Linked DNA regions of Mus musculus: region 2 is linked to region 1. The links are chromatin contacts, called in public Hi-C maps. All regions are on one chromosome and are shown on one strand. The core of a region is the stretch at or near the end of the contact, and the rest is flanking DNA. Distances in the headings are between cores, read along the strand shown. Region 1 overlaps Gm32791 (a long non-coding RNA gene). Region 2 has its middle 24 kb from the start of Gm32841.

Region 1 (3,975 bases), core at 929-3,428:
ACGAGCCGTCTCTGTTTACGAGGGTCTTTTTACAGGAGAACCAGTAGCCTGGGAGATTTCTGAGACACACCTGCAGCTATAGAGCCCTGCTGCCCATGAAGAGGAAGTTGTTGTGGATTTGTTCCTTCTTTGGGGGCCTTCACAGTCTGAAAGAGGTTCCCTTCAGTCAGCAATAGTAGGAATAAGAAGAAAGCTAAATGGATCAGGGCACCCTTGACCAGCAGCCTTTTATTCACCCTGCAGTTCTCTTAAGCTAGCACCTTTCTGGGCTAAAAGTGTAGCCCACAAATGATAGCCAGCTTTGGCAGCCACTATTACCACACAACTCAAGCCCTGCTCTTAGTAAACAAGAAGTGGGGAAGGAACAAATATTTAAATGTCTGGTCCCCAGAGGACTGAGAGGTATAGCCTTGTTGGAGGAGGAGTGTCACTGGGGGGTGTGGTGTGAGGTTTCAAAATCCCATACTGTCCCCAGTTAGCTCTCTCTGCCTCCTACCTGAAGTTAAAGATGTAAGCTCTCAGCTACTGCTCCAGCACCATGCCTGCCTGCTTGCTGCCAACATGGCGACCATGGACTCTAACTCTCTGTAACATTGAGCCCCAAGTTCCATGTTTTCCTTTAATGCCTTGATCACGGTGTTTTGTCACAGCGATAGAAAAGTAATAAGACACTCCATCAGCCTCCCTCTCCTCACACTGGGCTTTACCACCTAAAGGCAGACCCATCACCTGGCAGCACTACTAGAAGGGTAGTGAGCACTCCTTTAAGCGTTTGGTCTTTGAGGGACATCCGATCCAAGCCCACTAGTAAGTGACGAAATCTGGACTTGAGCCCAGGTAATAAGATGCCAGGGTGGGATTTCGTGTTCCAAATTTGGCTTAGTTTCCAGGGATTTGGGGGGGAAACTTCTGGTTACTAGGCTGACTGAAAGCCAAAGGCATGGAGAAGGTCTGAGCTCTCAAGACAGACCCCTAGCAGAGCTGTCTGTAAAACCCAATGATGGGGGAATTTCATGTACATTAGTTCCAACAGTGCTGTCCCAAGAGAGTGAGGAAGACCGGACATTCAGAGCCTCTTGGGCCCCTTTCAAATTCAGCCCCTACCACCTGCCCATTCATCCATCTTTAAGACACTCTGTTTATGAAAACCTTGGGCAACTCCAAGCAAGCTTACATCTATCGGTTGGCATTTCGATGCCATGTCAGTATCTACCTGAATTCTCCTGGATTTGTTTTTGCCAATTACATAGAGAGTTCAGAACAAAGCAGACTGTGTCTGCAGTTGTATAAATCTGGCCCATGTGGGTAACTGGAGCATGAACGATTGTAACGCCATAAAGAAAGCAGGATGAGAGTACCTTCCCTCCTCGAGTCTGTACCCTCTAATGGCAATATTAATCATGATATCATTATAGTCCTCCTCCTCAGCCCCACAATCATCAATTTGGAAAATGTTTCTTTTGGTGACAGCTCCTTATTACAACATGGTATTAACTGGATCCACACTGACTTTCTGCCTCCTTTCGCTAACCAGCTGTGGAGCAGTAAATATCCACAAGCAAAATATTGACTCTGAGGGCCAGGACTTGGGAAACTGATCCACAAATGAACTGAGGGCAGCTGCAAACATAGAGTCCCCAGCATTGGTGCTAACTAACTTGCAAGTGGTGTCCAGTTTTAGAGTTCTTGGGATCTCACTCAAATGCAGGACCTTGGGATGTAGCTCGGTTGTAGAATGCATGCCTAAAAGGAATATGGCCCGAGATTCTGTCTCCAGCAATGAAAGAAAAGAAAATAAAGTACAATGGGACAAGAAAGAGTTAAAAGCTAGAGTCTGGCTTTTTGCGAGCTTAATCTAGGTCACAGATATTTTCATCCTGAAGAGTCTTTGTCTGGTTCATTATTTAAAAACAAAAAGAATGCAACTACCACCAAGAGAATAACCACATGGACTCCCTCAACGTCTGATTAAAAACTCTAACTACCCTAAATTCCTATTGTGGTTATTGGAGAACAAAGCTGTCTCAGCATTCTGGGGGTCTCTTAAAGTACATTTCAAAGCACTTTAGTTTGTGACTTCTGCAAATTAGCACTCTCACGCTTTTCTCCCTAGACAGACCAAGGCAATTACATTCCACAGCCACAGTTGTTTCTGTTCCTCCCTTAGAGTCTCCAACTGGCAGGCGAAAGTGCCAGATGACCTGTTGATTTGTGTGTGTATCTTCTGTTGCTTTTTTTTTTTTATCAGTAGCCCTGCCTCTGGGCATAAACAAGCCATGTGTTTGGGTTGGCTTTGGTTTAAGGATCTATCAGAGTTAGCCTTCAAGACTCTTAGCTCCTCTTCTTAGCTGTTTGCTTGTTTCCAGTGCTCTGACTGGGAGCCTGGCCTAAATAGGAAGCCCAGGACCTACATGGCAAAAGGAAAGATTCTACTCCCTCTGACCTTCATACATGTGCACACATGCGTGCATGTGCATGCACCCACACACACACACACACACACACACACACTCATACTATACAAATAAAAACATGAAACTATTATTACTTTTCCTAGTGTTCCGTTTCCCACCCTTGGGTACAGATGAGAGAATGAGAGAGTGTGGGGTTACCAGCTGTGTGACGAGCTTTCTCAGGTAGGTCAAAGAGGTCCAGAAGAGAGGAAAAACTATGGAAGCCCCCTATTGTAGACTTGGAGCCACAGCCCTAGGAAACAATCCTGCTATAGTGGAAGACAGGCTCACAGATTCCGCTGATTTGATTCAGCTTGCTTCGCGGATTTATTGTGCGTATGACATGTTCCTTTGAAACGTAACATTTCCTCCAGATCGAATCATTTGCTTGGGAAGGAAGGGGTAGTTCATGAGCCTCAAGAGGAAAACAGAGGCTCATATTTCTGAGAGCACAGAAACTTGGAAGATTCTTGACAGCCCACCCAGCGGTATAAAAGGAGTTGCTGAGGGCTCCACTCTGAGCAGCCAAACAGCAGAAAGAGATGTTTAGACTTCCATGGAACTGCCTGAAAACTGTCCAGAGCAGTCCAGAGCTTCAGTATTCATGACCCATGTTGGGGGTGAGGTTTCAGGTGACGCAACTGCTTTTCTAAATAACCCCTCCCCCATATTTCTGTTAGCAACCCCAGTAAAAAAAAAAAAAAAAAAAAAAAAGCATATTGTTTCCCCAAATGCAGCTGTTACTTTGGTCTGAGGAAGGCTCTTTTATTCCCCTGAGTAAAAGTGTTAGTGTTGCTTCTGTAATAAAGAAACATTACAGCCAATCTAAATAACAACAATATAGGATGTGTCAAGTAATTGATACTACAATTCTATAGTTAAATACTATTTTATTGGAGCTAGAGAGATAGCTCAGAGGTTAAGAACACTAGCTGCTCTTACAGAGGACCTTGGTTGAATTCCCAGTACCCACATGACAGTTCACAACTGTCTGTAACATCAGTGTCAGGTTATCCAACGCCCTCTCCTGGCTTTCATAGACACTGCATGCACATGATGCCCAGACATGCATGCAAGCAAGGCAACCAAACCGCACATCTAAAATTAAAATAAATATTTTAAAAATACTATGTAGTCATGAAGTTAAGATTTTAGAGATTTTATAATAATAGAAAAACTATAATTTAAAAAATATCAATTAAATTAAATCTAATGTTTTTCAAAATTTAACATATCTACATATATAATCAACACATATATTTCTAGAATATTTATTAATATATCTATACTTTCATACATGCATTCCATATACGTATAGAAATACAAATAGCTTGTCACATGATGGACTCTTGTGTGAGTTTTATTCTTAACATCTATCCTTATTTTCCAAATTGTCCAGTAGGAATATCTTTGGCGCTAAAGGGATCTGCAACCCTATAGGTGGAACAACATTATGAACTAACCAGTACCCCGGAGCTCTTGACTCTAGCTGCATATGTATCAAAAGATGGCCTAGTCGGCC
Region 2 (3,975 bases), core at 642-3,141, 92 kb after region 1:
ATGAATGTGTCTTTGTTTCTCTTGGCCAAGTTTCTTTCTTAGTTATTTGTTGGGAGTGGGGGAACAAGTAGGGGTGTGAGGGTTTTTGTTGTTTGGGGGGAGTGTTTTCTTATTTTGTTTGGGGAATTTTTTTGAGGTGATGATCAGAATTTGACTCAAACTGGCCATTCTGACATGTTCTCTGGTAGCAGGCTTGGAGACAAAGGCAGGCTGTGCAGCACAGAGCAGAGGCATCGTCTGCCACACCGCCACCTACTGTTTCACCAGAGTAACTACAGCTTCAGCGCAAGTAGGGAAATGAACAAGGGAACAGCGTGGGGGGCGGGGGCGGGGGGGTGAGGAGGCTGGCACAGGTCTTCCTCTGCGATAGAGGACACCAAGCTCAGGTCCTTCCGGGGCCAGCAGGAGGCGCAAAAAGGCCAAGCTAAGAAGGACAAGAAGCCTGAACGGGTGGAAAGGGCAGGACAAGCTGATGCAGGATTCTGGTTTGGGTCCTCCGGGCTACTCACTCCTTTTACATCTATAGAAAAAGGTGTTCCCTGCAGAGCTGGGTGGAAGGAACCCAAACAGAGGCTTCCGGGTGTGAGGGAAGTTGACACTACATCTCAGCTGCAAAGGCAGAGCCTGCACCCTCCCCCCCCCCCCCCGGAAGACCTCAGACCTACACAGTAGTTGCGGGACCTGACTCTCATCCACTGGCATGCATGGTGTACTGTAGCCGACGGCCACTGCATTGAACTGCTGCAAGTGAGCCAGCCTGAGCCCTCAGGATGCTAACCGTAGGCCACCGACCACCACTGTCCAAACCCTCTGTTTTAAATTTGCAATTACGCCAAGGACGCTATCAAAAGGCTGTGCCATCCCAATCGCTTCTCGGTGCACACAGACAACACTCCAGAATCTCTCGAGCAAGCAAAACAGAAACCCTACTCTGTAAACAGCTTCCCACTCACTCCCTGTTCCCCTAAGCCCTGCTGGTCACCATTCTGCTCTCTGTTTTCTATGAATTTGACTACTCGGGAGACCCCCCCATAAGTGGAATCACGCACAATTTGCATAATGAGAAAATAAGACATTTCAAATATATGAAGGTTGCTTTGAATCAGCTTTTTCTAGAACACTCCGAGGAGTACAATTCCCATCTCGCCAAAACGGCTGGCTGTGGGAAGAACTCAATGTCTTTATTTCACCAAATTTTCTATCAGGATGAAGACCAGTTAAGAAAATTAAGATCCAAAGGCTACTCTCACAGACCTCAGAATTCAAGGATTTATATGCTCTGTGCCAATCTAAGAACATGGTTAAAAAAAATTTTTTTTACCAAATATTGATCATCTACTAAGTCATTTTTCTTTCTTTCTTCCCCCCCCCCCCCCCCCGAGACAGGCTTTCTCTGTATAGCCCTGGATGTCCTGGAACTCACTTTGTACACCAGGCGGGCCTCCAACCCAGAAATCAGACTGCCTCTGGCTCCCAAGTGCTGGGATTAAAGGCGTGCGCCACCACTGCCCGGCTAATAAGTCATTTTCAACAGATATGAAAGAACAGAGACAATAAAATACAAAAAATAATAACTTCATCTAAAAACATAATAACTTCATCTTTAAAAAAAAAAAAAAACAGTGCAGATACGGCCAACATAACAAATATTTCCAGAGCGTCTCTCGCCAAGATTTACTACGAATCTTCATCTGTAAATACAATTAAAAGATTTATTTCACTGCAGGCAAGAACTCAGCAAATCCCTGCTTCGGTTTTCCGAAAAAGCCACTCAGGCACTTTCGACAGTGCTGCGGTCTTTGCCGGTACTAGAGGCACATTGGAAATGTAAACTGATTGTAATTGCAATAAGAATAGCCTTTCTCTCCTTAATGAAATTCTGAAAAGCAACAGACTCCTGTAATACAAACAAGCTTGTCTGCCTTGGCATTCACCACGCAGACGCAGCCAACCGTGGCTGAGCAGGATTCCGGTGCTCACAGCGCCACCTGCTGTACAAAAGTGGAATCGCATCCCTCTGAGGCAAAGGATTTAAAAAAGAAAAATCAATTGCCTTGACAAATCGGTGCTGCCCTGTTTGGATAAATAGATCTATTATCCTAAAAGCGCTGTGCATTGTTATAGTAGGTTCCTCTTATAGCTAGCTAAATTCACTGTTTGTTTCACTAAACTTACCTTGTTACTAACAATTTCTCTCTCTTATCCACTTACGTGGTATATTAGTTACTTTTTTCCTTGATTTGTCAAAATATATGATAAAAGCAACTTAAGGAAGGAAGGGTTTGTTCGGCTCACTGTTTGTCTTTGTTAGGGTTACTATGGCTGTAGTGAAACACTATGACCAAAAGCAAGGTGGGGAGGGAAGGGTCTATTTGGCTTACACTCCCACATCCTAGTCCATCATTGGGGGAAGTCAGGACAGGAACCTGGACACAGGAGCTGATACAGAGGCCTACGAACTTTCCACGACACCTCCATCCCTTCAGAACCAGTACCACCATACCTCCTAGGCGACTCTTACACGCTACCAAGTTCAGTGGCCTGCGCAAGGTTCGGCCTTTACAACAACCGCTGGAACACAGTTCCTGTCTGCTGACTGCAAGGAACCACTTCCCAGGAGACTTCACCACAGTGAACCTGGTCTCTTCTTAATTACTGCTCATTTCCTAGCTCCACCTGACCAGCATCTATTGTCCCAGTAAAGCAAAGGTTTCACTCCGACGAAGCTGGTTTCTTGTTCACCACAGCTGACCAGAATGATAGACTCTTAATTCAAAAATAACAAATGGCCCCATAGACTAAACTTTCCAAGTCAGGCCTCTGTCTTCTGCCTTGCTCTCAGTCTTCTTATCTTCAAAGCTCTGACAAAACCAATCCACTGACCCTCAACACGCAACGATTTTTCTCACCCAGAGTTCCAAGGTCCTCCCACAATCTTCCCAAAAACATGCTCAGGTCTGTCACAGCAAAACCGTGCTATGCTGGTACCGATTTCTGTCTTATTTAGGGTTCCTATTGCTGTGATAGAACACCACGACCAAAAGCAACTTGGGAAGGAAAGGGTTTATTCAGCTTACATGTCCACACCATAGTCCATCTCTGAAGAGAGTCAGGACAGGAACACAAGCAGGAACCTAGGGGCAGGAGCAGATGCTGAGGCCACAGAGGAGTGTTGCCACTGGCTGACTCCGCAGGTTTGGTCAGCCTGTTTTCTTATAGAACACAGGACCACATCCAAGGGGTAGCCCCACCCACAATAAGCTGAGCCTCCCAAATCAATCACTAGCGATTCGTCACTAGTAAAAGTAATGTCCACAGGCTTGCCTACAACCTGATCTTATAGAGGCATTTTCCCTACTGATGCTCCCTCCTCTCTGATGACTCTGGTTACCATCAATTTGACATAAAGCTAGCCAGTACACAGTTTGAAAATGGATACAAGCCGGGCAGCGGTGGTGCACGCCTTTAATCCCAGCACTTGGGAGGCAGAGGCAGGTGGATTTGAGTTCGAGGCCAGCCTGGTCTACAGAGTGAGTTCCAGGGCAGCCAGGGCTACACAGAGAAACCCTGTCTCAAAAAACCAAAAAAGAAGAAGAAGAAGAAGAAGAAGAAGAAGAAGAAGAAGAAGAAGAAGAAGAAGAGGAGGAGGAGGAGGAGGAGGAGGAGGAGGAGGAGGAGGAAGAGGAAGAGGAAGAGGAGGAGGAGGAGGAGGAAAAGAAGAAGAAAATGGATACAGCCTATCATAATGAAAAGACTTAGTGATGGAAGGATAAGGCAGTTGTCATAGTGACCCAGTCAGGAAACAGCAGGAATTCTAGTCCTGCATCATTTTCCTTCTCATTGTTTTTTCTCATTTGGGGTGTGGCCCTAAATAGAATGAGGCACCTATATTCAGGGTAGGGCTTCCCAAGGACCCAGAAAAATCTCTCCAGATGTTCACAGAGGACTGTCTCCAAAAGGACACTAGAGCTTGTC

What was found. Hi-C and Micro-C count contacts between places; a contact is called where the count stands out from the background.
Region 2: a contact with region 1 is called in a Hi-C map of uterus, with 4 times the contacts expected there. The contact joins two enhancer-like sites. A contact is called at or near these places in 7 of 484 Hi-C or Micro-C datasets (cortical neurons, morula, olfactory sensory neurons and 1 more) and 1 of 115 datasets of contacts at active chromatin or transcription factors (embryonic stem cells).

Annotation. Positions count from the first base shown.
Region 1 is chr8:30,939,078-30,943,052 of GRCm38.p6, forward strand. Gm32791 (a long non-coding RNA gene) reads right to left here. Exons shown (of 6, transcript XR_378852.3): 6 at 3,624-3,975. Among named protein-coding and RNA genes, the nearest start is that of Gm32791, 19 kb to the right of the region's middle. Within about 2 kb of position 2,179, at least 2 of the 459 cell types and tissues checked have an H3K27ac peak or open chromatin away from gene starts, as enhancers often do. A contact at or near this core is called in uterus, where this site is marked.
Region 2 is chr8:31,031,555-31,035,529 of GRCm38.p6, forward strand. No RefSeq gene overlaps it. Among named protein-coding and RNA genes, the nearest start is that of Gm32841, 24 kb to the left of the region's middle. Within about 2 kb of position 1,892, at least 89 of the 459 cell types and tissues checked have an H3K27ac peak or open chromatin away from gene starts, as enhancers often do. A contact at or near this core is called in uterus, where this site is marked.